Regions from separate parts of the Mus musculus genome. Here region 1 is linked to region 2. A link is a contact called in public HiChIP or PLAC-seq data. All regions are on one chromosome and are shown on one strand. Each heading gives the region's core, a stretch centred on a gene start, on an enhancer-like site or on the middle of the called end of the contact. The rest is flanking DNA. Distances are from core to core; before and after follow the strand shown.

What was found. HiChIP or PLAC-seq counts read pairs in DNA pulled down with a chosen protein or histone mark.
Region 1: a contact with region 2 is called in an H3K4me3 HiChIP or PLAC-seq map of the SCID.adh cell line, with 9 read pairs. The contact joins two enhancer-like sites. A contact is called at or near these places in 1 of 39 promoter capture datasets (neural stem cells), 2 of 15 datasets of contacts at CTCF or cohesin (CD8 T cells and large pre-B cells), 9 of 484 Hi-C or Micro-C datasets (the G1E-ER4 cell line, bone marrow-derived macrophages, ganglionic eminence and 6 more), 11 of 115 datasets of contacts at active chromatin or transcription factors (CD8 T cells, the SCID.adh cell line, embryonic basal ganglia and 4 more) and 4 of 9 other capture datasets (adipose tissue, embryonic stem cells, macrophages and 1 more).

What each region holds. Positions count from the first base shown.
Region 1 is chr9:57,991,163-57,996,563 of GRCm38.p6, reverse strand. No RefSeq gene overlaps it. Among named protein-coding and RNA genes, the nearest start is that of Cyp11a1, 21 kb to the left of the region's middle. Within about 2 kb of position 1,658, at least 16 of the 459 cell types and tissues checked have an H3K27ac peak or open chromatin away from gene starts, as enhancers often do. A contact at or near this core is called in the SCID.adh cell line, where this site is marked.
Region 2 is chr9:57,880,064-57,885,243 of GRCm38.p6, reverse strand. No RefSeq gene overlaps it. Among named protein-coding and RNA genes, the nearest start is that of Ubl7, 28 kb to the left of the region's middle. Within about 2 kb of position 2,488, at least 9 of the 459 cell types and tissues checked have an H3K27ac peak or open chromatin away from gene starts, as enhancers often do. A contact at or near this core is called in the SCID.adh cell line, where this site is marked.

The DNA.
Region 1 (5,401 bases), core at 409-2,908, 110 kb before region 2:
TATGGGATACCATCCCTCCTAAAGATTTATTCAAGGTTAAGAATTGATGGGAAGGGGAGAGGCATTTTCTTCAATGCTATAGTCTCTGGTAAGGTATCGACGTTCCTGTAAGCAACCCTAATGAAACTCATTGGAAGGAACACACACACTAGGAAGAGAACGAGGATTAGAGGGAGAGGGAAGGGAAGAAGAGAGTACGATGGGAATGACTCTGATGGCAATATGTACATATGTGAAGTGTCACAAAGAACCCATCATTATGTATAATTAACATGTGCTAATAACATTTTTTAAAAAGATTAACCATCACCAAAAAAAAAAAAAAATCCTGTGTTGGAAACTTAATCCCTAATGCAACCGTAATGGAAGATGAAGCCTGTAAGAGGTAATTAGGGAGCTGAGACCCAGTCTCAAAATAATGACAATAATAACAGTGCTTAGGACCCGAGGGCTGGCCGGAGAGGACCGCTTTCGGTGTCAGGGCACTCAGCTCCTTGTGCTCCTCCGTGTCCACGCTCCCCTGTCACTTCCCAGCTTTCCAGAACTGGAAGAAGGAATTCTGTTCTGTGCCCTGTGTCAAAGATGCTACTACGGCACTTAGCAAAATGCCAGGGCAGGAGCCAAAACACAAGGTCACAGTCTTATTATTGTAGGGCAAAGAATAAGAATTTGCGAAAACTGACAGGTTGTCCCCAAGTTGGAGGATCTTAAGTGATGGGTAAGGATGCCAGCAGGAGTGTCTTAGGTTAGGTTAGGTTAGTGTCTAACTTATCAATAGTCAATTGTCAATGTCAAGAAGAAAAAGATCTCTCTTTGTTGCAGTTTTGCTACATTTTAACTACAGCTACAAAAACAAAAATACAAAAACAATAAACAAAAACCACCACACAAACAAATGGCTACCCATAGAGGAATTCTATTTGGGTGGAAGAGAACAGGATTCTTAGTCTATGCAAAAATCAACCTATTTTAAATGGCGGGTTTCCACTGAAATCTGAAGACCTGCCTCTGCAGACAAGTTCAGTGTTCTCTCGAGGTGATACTGCTGAGTCTCACTAGAGGGCAGCAGAAAATGGGAGAGAGAAGGCCCTGAGTGAGTTCCTACCACCTGAGGGGCTTCATAAAAAACAGTGGTAGTGGCAGTGGCAGTTCAATTGTTTCAGGAGGTTACTTTAGGTCAACCAAATCTAGGTCATCTATATGACATGAAGTCACTCTCTTCTCCCAGGTTCCCACGAGGAAGATGCAATTGCAGACTGGGACAGGGAGAGAAGGACGGGGAGATACAGCGTTGCTGGGTCTGAGGAGGAACACACAGTGCCTCCATAGATCCTACCTGTGTTCCCTCAAAAACTCTAAGTGACAGCTAAGTATGGGGACACAGGCCTTTAATTCAGGAAGCAGAGGCATCCAGAGCTCTGTGATTTCAAGGCCAGCCTGGTCTACACAGTGAAGAACCTGTCTCAAAACCCCCTAAAAATCTTAAGGCCCCAAGTGAAGTCAGGGCAAATGTGGCAATGGTCTCAAGCCTGAGTCCCAATCTGAGTTTAGCTCCTTATTTTCCTGGTTGGACTGACGTTTACTGAACCACTACTGTGCCCATGTTGTGTGCTAGTCTCAAAGTTTACAAAAGGAACCTGCCTGGAGAACAAGCTGCCCCTCTTGCCTCCAGGGAGTCCTGAACTCACCCTGGGTTGAAGGGCCCCTGGGAGTTTTGTGCCTGGGTACCCAGGTATACCTTCCCACTGTGGAGCTGCTCAGCCTTAGCCAGTCCTGTGCATGGTCAGCCGGCTTTTCCCCTGCTAGATGCCAGTTAAAAACTAGCCCAGCTTCAAAGCCTTTCCACCCATTTTCCTGCTGTGGCCTGGTAACAAGGAGGTGCCAAGACAGTTTGGGGCAGGAAGAGGCAGGACCCAGCTGCCTGTGAGTCCTGCCAAAACCACCCACACCTGCCTGGCTATCTGGTGCCCGGCTGCCCTTGCCTTGCTAAGCAGCTTTCCCACCATCCCAGGACCTACTAATCCATAGACTTTCCATGGTACTTGCCTCTGTTCCCTTGAGCACCCCAGGGTAAAGCAGGACCCAGAGCCAACCCTGAGGGCCACTGTTGAAAATAGGTAACGGTCTCCAGAGACAATACCCACTTTCTCCCTTCTCTATTCCAATTTTTTAAGCCCCTGCTAGATGCCAGGCCTACTCGGAGACCAAAGGTCAAAGGTGAGCCTGTGGAAGCTGGAGACTTCAACAACCTTCTCTCTGGGCTGGGGGCTGGGGTGAGGTTGGGGGAGGAGAACAGGACTGCACTGTTTTAAATATTCCTCTCTCCCCATTCAAGAAGCACTGCCCCCCACCCCACCCCCGTGTAACACCACTAAACACTAAGCAGGTTCACACCACTATCAGTGAGTCTCCACCACCAGCTACAATAGGCACAAATAACCTATGAGTTCAGATAATTGAAAAGTGTAGCAAGTTAGAAGACGATGTTTCCAGTGTGTATAAATATACCTAATTATAAGTTTATGTAACTTAATTATTAACAGTAGCTGTGTTTAACAACCCTCACAAAATTCCTGAAAACAATTCTCAGCTCTCAGGTTCACACAAGTTGGCACAGCCCCCTGCAGGAAACTGAGAAAGACAGCCCACTCAAGCTAGGGTGGTCAGTCAGGAGACAGAGAAGGCTTCCGGAGGAAGTCATGCTACGGAGCTGAAGCAAGACTCGAAGTCCTCCAGAGAGGGGACAAGGAATATGCCAAACTTGTGTGTGTGTGTGTGTGTGGGGGGGTGTTGGCAAGAGAAGAGGGATCATGGCATAGAACAGAAATCAAAGTTGTGAGGCTCTCTCTCTCTCTCTCTCTCTCTCTCTCTGGCTGAGAGGACATCTGGGTTCCACCCTGGTTCTGCTATTACTGCTCTGTCACTTTGGCCAAGTCCCCACTCTTCTCCCAGCGTCTCCCCTCTGTCATATTGGGGCCAGAAACCAGATGGTCTCCAGGCCTGTGGGGGTGTCTAGAGCCCCCAGAGATCTGTGAAGGGACCTGGTGTCTGGTTCACGATGCTCACAGTATGCATCTGGCCCACAGTAAACCTTCGGTAGCCAAATCTCTCCTCTCCCCCAGCCAGTTCCCCCAGGTGATCACCGAAACTCCTGGCTTAGCTGTTGGTTTGTAACTATAATTACAGTCATTTCTAGAGCGCTTTGCTGCCTCCCCTAATTACCAAGCCCATGAGATTCCAATTACACATCTAAAGAAACATGTCAGGAGCCCCTCCCAGGGGCCATCCGGGAGTGCAGCCCCCAGGCCAGCTGGGATGTGGCAGGAGCCCTCCCTCTGCCACTTCCTCCGTGCCAACCAGGCGGGAAGTCTTCAGCCCACCCAGGGCCAGCCTGGGGTGGATAGAGGATGAATGAGCCAAATGAAACACCCCAGCAGGAAGGCTTGCATCTAGAAAAAAGCTGCTCCTGGCCAAATGGAAAACCTCTGCCCACACAGTAGATGAGTCTTCAAGAGCTGGGGTCACCATCAGGATGCACCTGGGTAAAACTTAGGAAGTAGCCTCTGGCCTTGAGTCTGTTATTACCACCCACTGCATAGGGCACCTACCCTACAGAGAGGCTGGGCTGCTCTCATCTGCTGGGGGAGGAGCCCAGTCTCCTCAGTTAGGACTCTGATTGGGAGATGCTACCCTAAACACACACACACACACACACACACACACACACACACACACACACACACACATCAAAATAAGCCTCTCACAGGGCGCCTTTAATCCTAGCACTCAGAAGGCAGAAGCAGACAGATCTCTGTGGGTTTGAGGCCAGCTTTGTTTGTATAGCCAGTTTCAGGCCAGTCAGGGACACAAGTTAGACCCTGACTCAAATTTTTAAAAAGAATGGAAAGGAAAGGAAAGGAAAGAAAAGGAAAGGAAAGGAAGAAAGAAGAGGAGAGGAGAGGAGAGGAGAGGAGAGGAGAGGAGAGGAGAGGAGAGGGAAGGGGAGAGGAGGCAAGAAGAGAAGAAAAGAAGAAAAGAGAAGAAATGAAAGGAAAACTAAGCATTCCTCTATACAGCTTCTACCCACAGGTTCACTCGGTTCTCTGGTACCCACTTTCCTGTGTCTGGGTGTGGTTCTCTCTGTCTGGACCCCCATTCACGCCTACCCACTCTGTACTTCCAATCTTGATCGGTGGCTTCTCCCTGCACATTTCCAGGGTACCCAGATCACAGCTCCTTAGCCTCTTAAACATAGCCACATACACAGCCCTCTACCCCGCCCCCCATGGCCCACACAGCATGGGCAGCCCCAGACTCTCATCATGTAGACTCAAAACCACCAGCATTCTCTGCCCTGCCCCACTAAGCCTCAAACCCAACCTCAGCACTCCTCCCAAGCACATCCAAGCCCCATCTCTGAACTCCCCCAGACCTCTGTCAGAAGTATGAATGAGTCTGATGCACCCCCCCCAAACCTCCATAGGCCCTGAAAGGTGCTATAGTGTGGAGGTTGGACTAACTCCAGTAGACTCTACCCCGGCTCCTCCACTCACTTCTGTGTGGCTTTGAGGAAGTTTAACCTCTCTGTGCTTTTTGTCTTAATTGGAGTACCTATCACCTGGGTTGCCTTAAGAAATTCCAAGTGGCTGATGGGGACTGGAGGAGGGGACAAAATGAAGTAGAAAGAGAGCCAGGTGCCTAAGACTATTAGTACTCACTGGGGCCTAAGATCGTCACCTGAGAAGCTGGGCAGTGGTGGCACACACCTTTAATCCCAGTACTTGGGAGGCAGAGGCAGGCAGATTTTTGAGTTCGAGGCCAGCCTGGTCTACAGAGTGAGTTCCAGGGCAGCCAGGGCTACACTGAGAAACCCTGTCTCAAACAAACAAACAAAAGATTGTCACCTGAGACAAGTGGTGAGCCTTTAGGGTAAAGGTCACTTGTGCCCCTTAGACAGTCCCAGGAGAAATTTACAGAGACAGCCCAATCTGCCTTGGGGTACTGGAGGTCTGGCCTACATGGACAGTGGAACCATTAAGTAGAAAAGCCATGCCAGGCAGGATCTTCTCTCCTCGCCAGACCCCGGGCCCTCTCACCACCCAGGACCAGGGTGCCATCTGACTTTCAACCTGTGCCAGAAAGTCCGGAGCAGGATCTAGAGAAGAGCTTGCACTGGTTAGTTTTGTTTTGCTTTGGTCAACCGGACACAAGCTGGAACCCTGGAATGGGGGAGCATCAGATGAGGGGTTGCCTCCATCAGATCATCAGATGAAGGGTTGCCTCCATCAGATTGGCCTGTGGGAAAGTCTGTGGAGCATTTTTTTTTCCATTTAATGATCGATGTAGGAGAACCCAGCCCATTGTGAGTAGGGCCAGCCCTGGGCAGGTGGTGCCTGGAGAC
Region 2 (5,180 bases), core at 1,239-3,738:
AGATTTAGCATTTTCTTTCACTAATCTAGCCTTTTCTTCTATGTTGTCATCAACACCTGAGATTCTCTCATCCAAGTTTTGTGATTGGTTGGTGAAGCTTATCTCCGAGGCATTTGTTTGAAAATCTAAATTTTTCCTTTCTAGTTTTATTTCAGTTTGGGTTTTCCTCGGCAATTCAATTTCTTTGTTAAATTCTACTTTCATGTCCCGAATTGTGTTTCATTATTTCGTTCAGCTGTGTTCTCACAGACTTCAAGGGATTGATTTTTATCCTGCTTAAGGTACTTGAACACTCATAATTGCTATTTTGAGGTCGTTGTCTTGTGCTTCAGCCTTATTGCATTTGGGGGAGGCTCACTGTAATGTTACAAGCTTCTAGAAGAGGCATATAGTCTTGACTGTTCATTTTTTGTTTGTGGTTTTGCACTGGGATCTAGGTGTCAGAGTTATGATGTCTGAGGTGTTTCTTGGTATTGCTATCTGGGCTCGTCTTTGTTGGCTTGGTGTTTCATTCTCTGGACGATGTTGCCCTCTCGGGATCCTCCTCAGCATGTGTGGTGGCTGTGGGGTCCTTGCTAGAGAGGCTTCTGCAGGTCCTTGGGTGACAGAAAGGAATGGAGATAGGCTGGAAAGAAAGGCTGAGAGGGGTCCCTGGGGACAGGGATCTGTCACAAGAGTCCTTAGGGACTGGAGACAGGTGGAAAAGGAGCTCCTACAACAGGACTAAGAATAAGTTTGGACAAATCATAATGGGGCAGGAGGGATAGAGAAACCTGCCCACCTGAGTCCCAGCCAAGTGTGGTCACTGCCGGTCCCTGGCAGAAAGTATTTCTGAAGAAAGGTAAACAAAGGAAAGGAGATTGAACAGAAGACAATGCTGAGAGGGTCATGGGGAAGAGCTAGGCTGGGTCTGTACCAAGAGGTGGAGTCCACAAGCAAGCACTCTTTTTTTGTTAAGATTTATTTATTTTACATATATGAGTGCTCTATCTGCTTGTATAGCTGAAAAAGGCATCAAGTCCAAATATAGATGGTTGTGAGCCACCATGTGGTTGCTGGGAATTGAACTCGGACCCCTGGAAGAGCAGACAGTGCTCTTTACCACTGAGGCATCTTTCCAGCCCCCAGGCAACATTCTTAACCATTGAGCTATATCTGCAGCTTCATTTCTTTTTGACAACTGCTTCTACAGTAGCACATAGATGCTGCTAAGCTGTGTTTTCATTATTGCTATTTTGTGAGGTTCTGCAATTTTGGTTTGTATTACACTTATGATTCAAGAACTGTTTAACAAAAATTCTGAAGTCCCTAGGTAGAAGAGTCTTTTGCTGTTCATTGTATTATAATCCATATTTTTACTGTATTGTCTTCACAGAATGTTTATACTGTAGCTATTTTTAGGGTAGTTGAGGACTTAATATGTCATAAGTGGTCTCGGAGCAGAATTCACTATTTCTGCCCCCAGGCTAGCATCCATTCCTTATGGGATAGTGGAGCTGATGCTGTCTATCAACTCTAGCTCTCAGCTACTCTCTGCATGCTCACCCTTCTGATTGTATTGGGCTGTTGATTGTATTCAAGCTGGTTCTTCAGGCTTCAAACATTTATCTCCCATTTACATGTAAATTGAAGCTCAAGGTATTCTCTCTGTCTCTGACTGATGCTGTAGGTGAAAGCTGGGGTGATTTAATTGGTTTCTGTTGTTGCTCAGTATGGCTTTTGAAGGACTGTGGAGGGATTTAGAACCCTGATTCTACAGGAATCAGGAAGCTTTGTGCTTTCTTTTTAACATATGCTTTTGCTGTCTTTTCTTTTCTTTTCTTTCTTTCTTTTTTTTCTCTCTCTCTACTGATTGAATTGGGTTTTCTTTTTAGCCTGTACCTTTGTATGGATGTTGGAGTCGTAGTCTATTTATGTCCTCTTAATAATAACCCTTAAAGTAGTGTAGAGCGCATGTGAGTTCATTCATCTATGCCACTGCCTTCCTCCCCAAACAATGTAAAGACCTTGGGATGTGTTGGTGCCAATCATCTCCCAACAGCAGAACCATTCTTTCAAGAAGCAACACATGCCAGACTGAAAGAGGAGCAAACAAAGAAAAGGAGGAATCAGGAACTCTTGTTTGAATGATTTGTGGTTTTTCCAGGTAGATAGACAAGATACAAATTTTAAGTGTGGTTTGTTGCTTAGTATAAAGTATTAAGGAACAAAAAAAAAGAGCAGTGGGTGCTATCAGTTACTTCTCTGCTGCTGTGACCAAATACCTGACAGAAAAAAAAAAGTTAAGAGAGGAAAGGTTTACTTTATATTTTGTTTTTGGAGACAAGGTCATACTACGTAGCCCTAACTAGCCTGGGACTCACTACGTGAACCAGGCTGGCTGAGAGTTCACAAATTCACACCTGCCTCTGCCTCCCTAGTGCTGGGATCAGAGGTGTGAGCCAGCAAGCCCAATTCTGATAGCTTTCTGCTCCCACCTTCAGAAGGCTGCTGTTTGTCTTAGCAGGGAAAGCAGCAGTGGGGCTCACAGCAGAGTGTCTGGCTAAAGGCAGACTGGGAAGCAGCAGCAGCAGCCTGGGGTATGGTATCCCTTTAAAGGATCTGCTCTCACTATTCACACCCAGCCTTCTGTGGGCTCAGCAGCTTCAGGACTATCAACAGTACAAATGGAGATTTCTCATGACACTTCACATTCAAATCATGTATTAGTCAGGCTTTTCCAGAGGAATGGAAGTTATAGAGTTTTTTTAGAATGACTTACAGGCCATGGCCCCAGTTGGTTCAACATTGGTTGACTCTACCAATGGGAGGTCCAAGAATCCAGTAGTTGTTCAGTTCACAGGCCTGGATATCTCAACTGCTGTTCACTATATGCCAGAAGTCTAAAAAAGTAAGGACTGATGCCAGGGAAGGAGTGGACTTGCCAGGGAGAGCAAGGGCAAGCAGGCAGAAAGGCGACAATCTTCCTTCTTCCATGTCCCTTATATAGGCTTCCAGAAGAAGGTGTGGCCCAGATTAAAGGTGGATCTTCCCACATCAAAAGATTTGGATTAAAAAATGAGCCCGGCAGTGGTGGCACACACCTTTAATTCCAGCACTTGGGAGGCAGAGGCAGGTGAATTTCTGAGTTCGAGGCCAGCCTGGTTTACAGAGTGAGTTCAAGGACAGCCAGAGCTATACAGAGAAACCCTATCTCAAAAACCAAACCAAAAAAAAAAAAAGTCTTTCCACTTCAAAGGATTTAATCACTGAAAAAAAAAAAAAAAAAAAAAAAGTCCCTCACAGATGTGCCCAGCCACTTGGGTTTTAGTTCATTCCAGATGTGGTCAAGTTGACAACCAAGAAGAACCATCACAAACCACACAAGTAGGAGAGTAAAATATGTGGTGTGTTAGCTGGGGGGGGGGGGGGGGTAGGGTAGTGGTGCATACTTTTAATCCAACACTCAGCAGTCAGAGCTAGGCAGATCTTTGGAGTTCAAGGCCAGTTTGGTCTACATTGGGAGTTCTTGAACAGCCAAAGCTACATAAAGAGAAACACTGCCGCAATAAATAAATAAATAAATAAATAAATAAATAAATAAATAAATAAATGGCAGTGAACAGTTTAGATTTCATCACTCAGTAGGTGGAGGCAGGAAAAGCAATTCAAGGCCAACCTGGGTTCTTAAGAGAGTTTGAGATCAACCTGAGCTGAATAGTGTGTCTGAGGCGAGCCTGGGCTGGATGAGGCCTTGTCTCAAAATCAAAACAGAAGGAAAGGAAAGGAAAAGAAAAGAAAGGAAGGAAGGAAGGAAGGAAGGAAGGAAGGAAGGAAGGAAGGAGGAAGGGCAAGAAAGAAAAGAATAATTTACAATTAAGGCCTAAGGGAAGCGAAAGCCCTAGTTATGCTGATATCTAAGCAAAAAGAATAGCAGAAGAAAGAATCCCACATGGCTTTGTGATGTGTTTAAAGAACTGGACCCTGCCTGTGACCTTCCATGAAGGGATGAGAGCATTCTGGTCAAATATAGAGCCAGTGCAGTAACAAGGAAACCACACAGAAACCTTGTTTTCCACCATAAATGTTTGGACTTTTCTTATTTTTTTTTCTTCCCTGTATGTAGTGCAAGTAATAGAACCTAAGGATGCACACTTAAGAGGCCAGTACTATACAAGCTACGTCCTAGCCCTAAGAACTTGGCTTTTCTTTAATTTGTTTCTGTTTCTTCATTGTTGTTGTCTGGTTGTTTTTTGAAACAAAGTCTCAGCCTGAAACTCACAATGTAGATCAAGCTGGTCCCAAACTCATAGAAATCCACCTGCCTCTGCTTCCCAAGTGCTAGGATTAAAGGCGTGTGCCACCATGCAGGCACCTGTGTAATTTTAAATCCAAAGTTATATACCTGGCTCACATTATTGTTTTATTGAAGTGCTGCTGCAAACTGCACTGAACGGTTTTAATTTTTCTCCTCTCAGCATTGTGAGTTGAAAATGCTGCATGCCAGTAGGAAATAATGGCGGGTAAGTGATCCCTGCCGTGCTCCAGAAACCTCCTTTCTCAGACTACAGAAACACCCCAGAGGTGATACATCTAAGCACACAGAAGGCAAGACTAGTGGAGAGACTAGAAGGTCTCCAAAACAAAGAAACGTGGTGGCACTGGGTGGTTACTAATTGATTCTTTGAGGCTGGCACAGCATGGTCCCACACTATCTAAGAGCACGGGGAAAAGAGTGCTCATACTCTGTAGGTAGAGCCACTACTGCACAGCCCCAACAGGACATTCTCAACGCCCTCTGGTGAGCTTTGACAACACCTGCGCCAGGCCAATTAGAATGCTCCATTTCTCACCCTCACCTTCTGCCAAAGCTCTGTGCTCTCTCTTCTCCTCTCTTTCCCACAAAAAAAGGAAGGAGGAGGGGGGGGGGAGGAGGAGGAGGGGGGGAGGAGAGGAGGAGGAGGAGGAGGAGAAGGAGAAGGAGAAGGAGAAGGAGAAGGAGAAGGAGAAGGAAGGAAGGACATTTGCACTCCTGTCTGCCAGCACTGTCCTTGTAGCCTGATGAGACAGTATCTCTCCAGCCCCGACAGTGCCACTTCTATCCTCAAAACTATCAAAAACTAAGGATAGAGTAACTTCTCTGCTAAGCCAGCATCCTCACAGTGGAACGATACCGTGGCTCTTCCCATGCATCCTCCTTC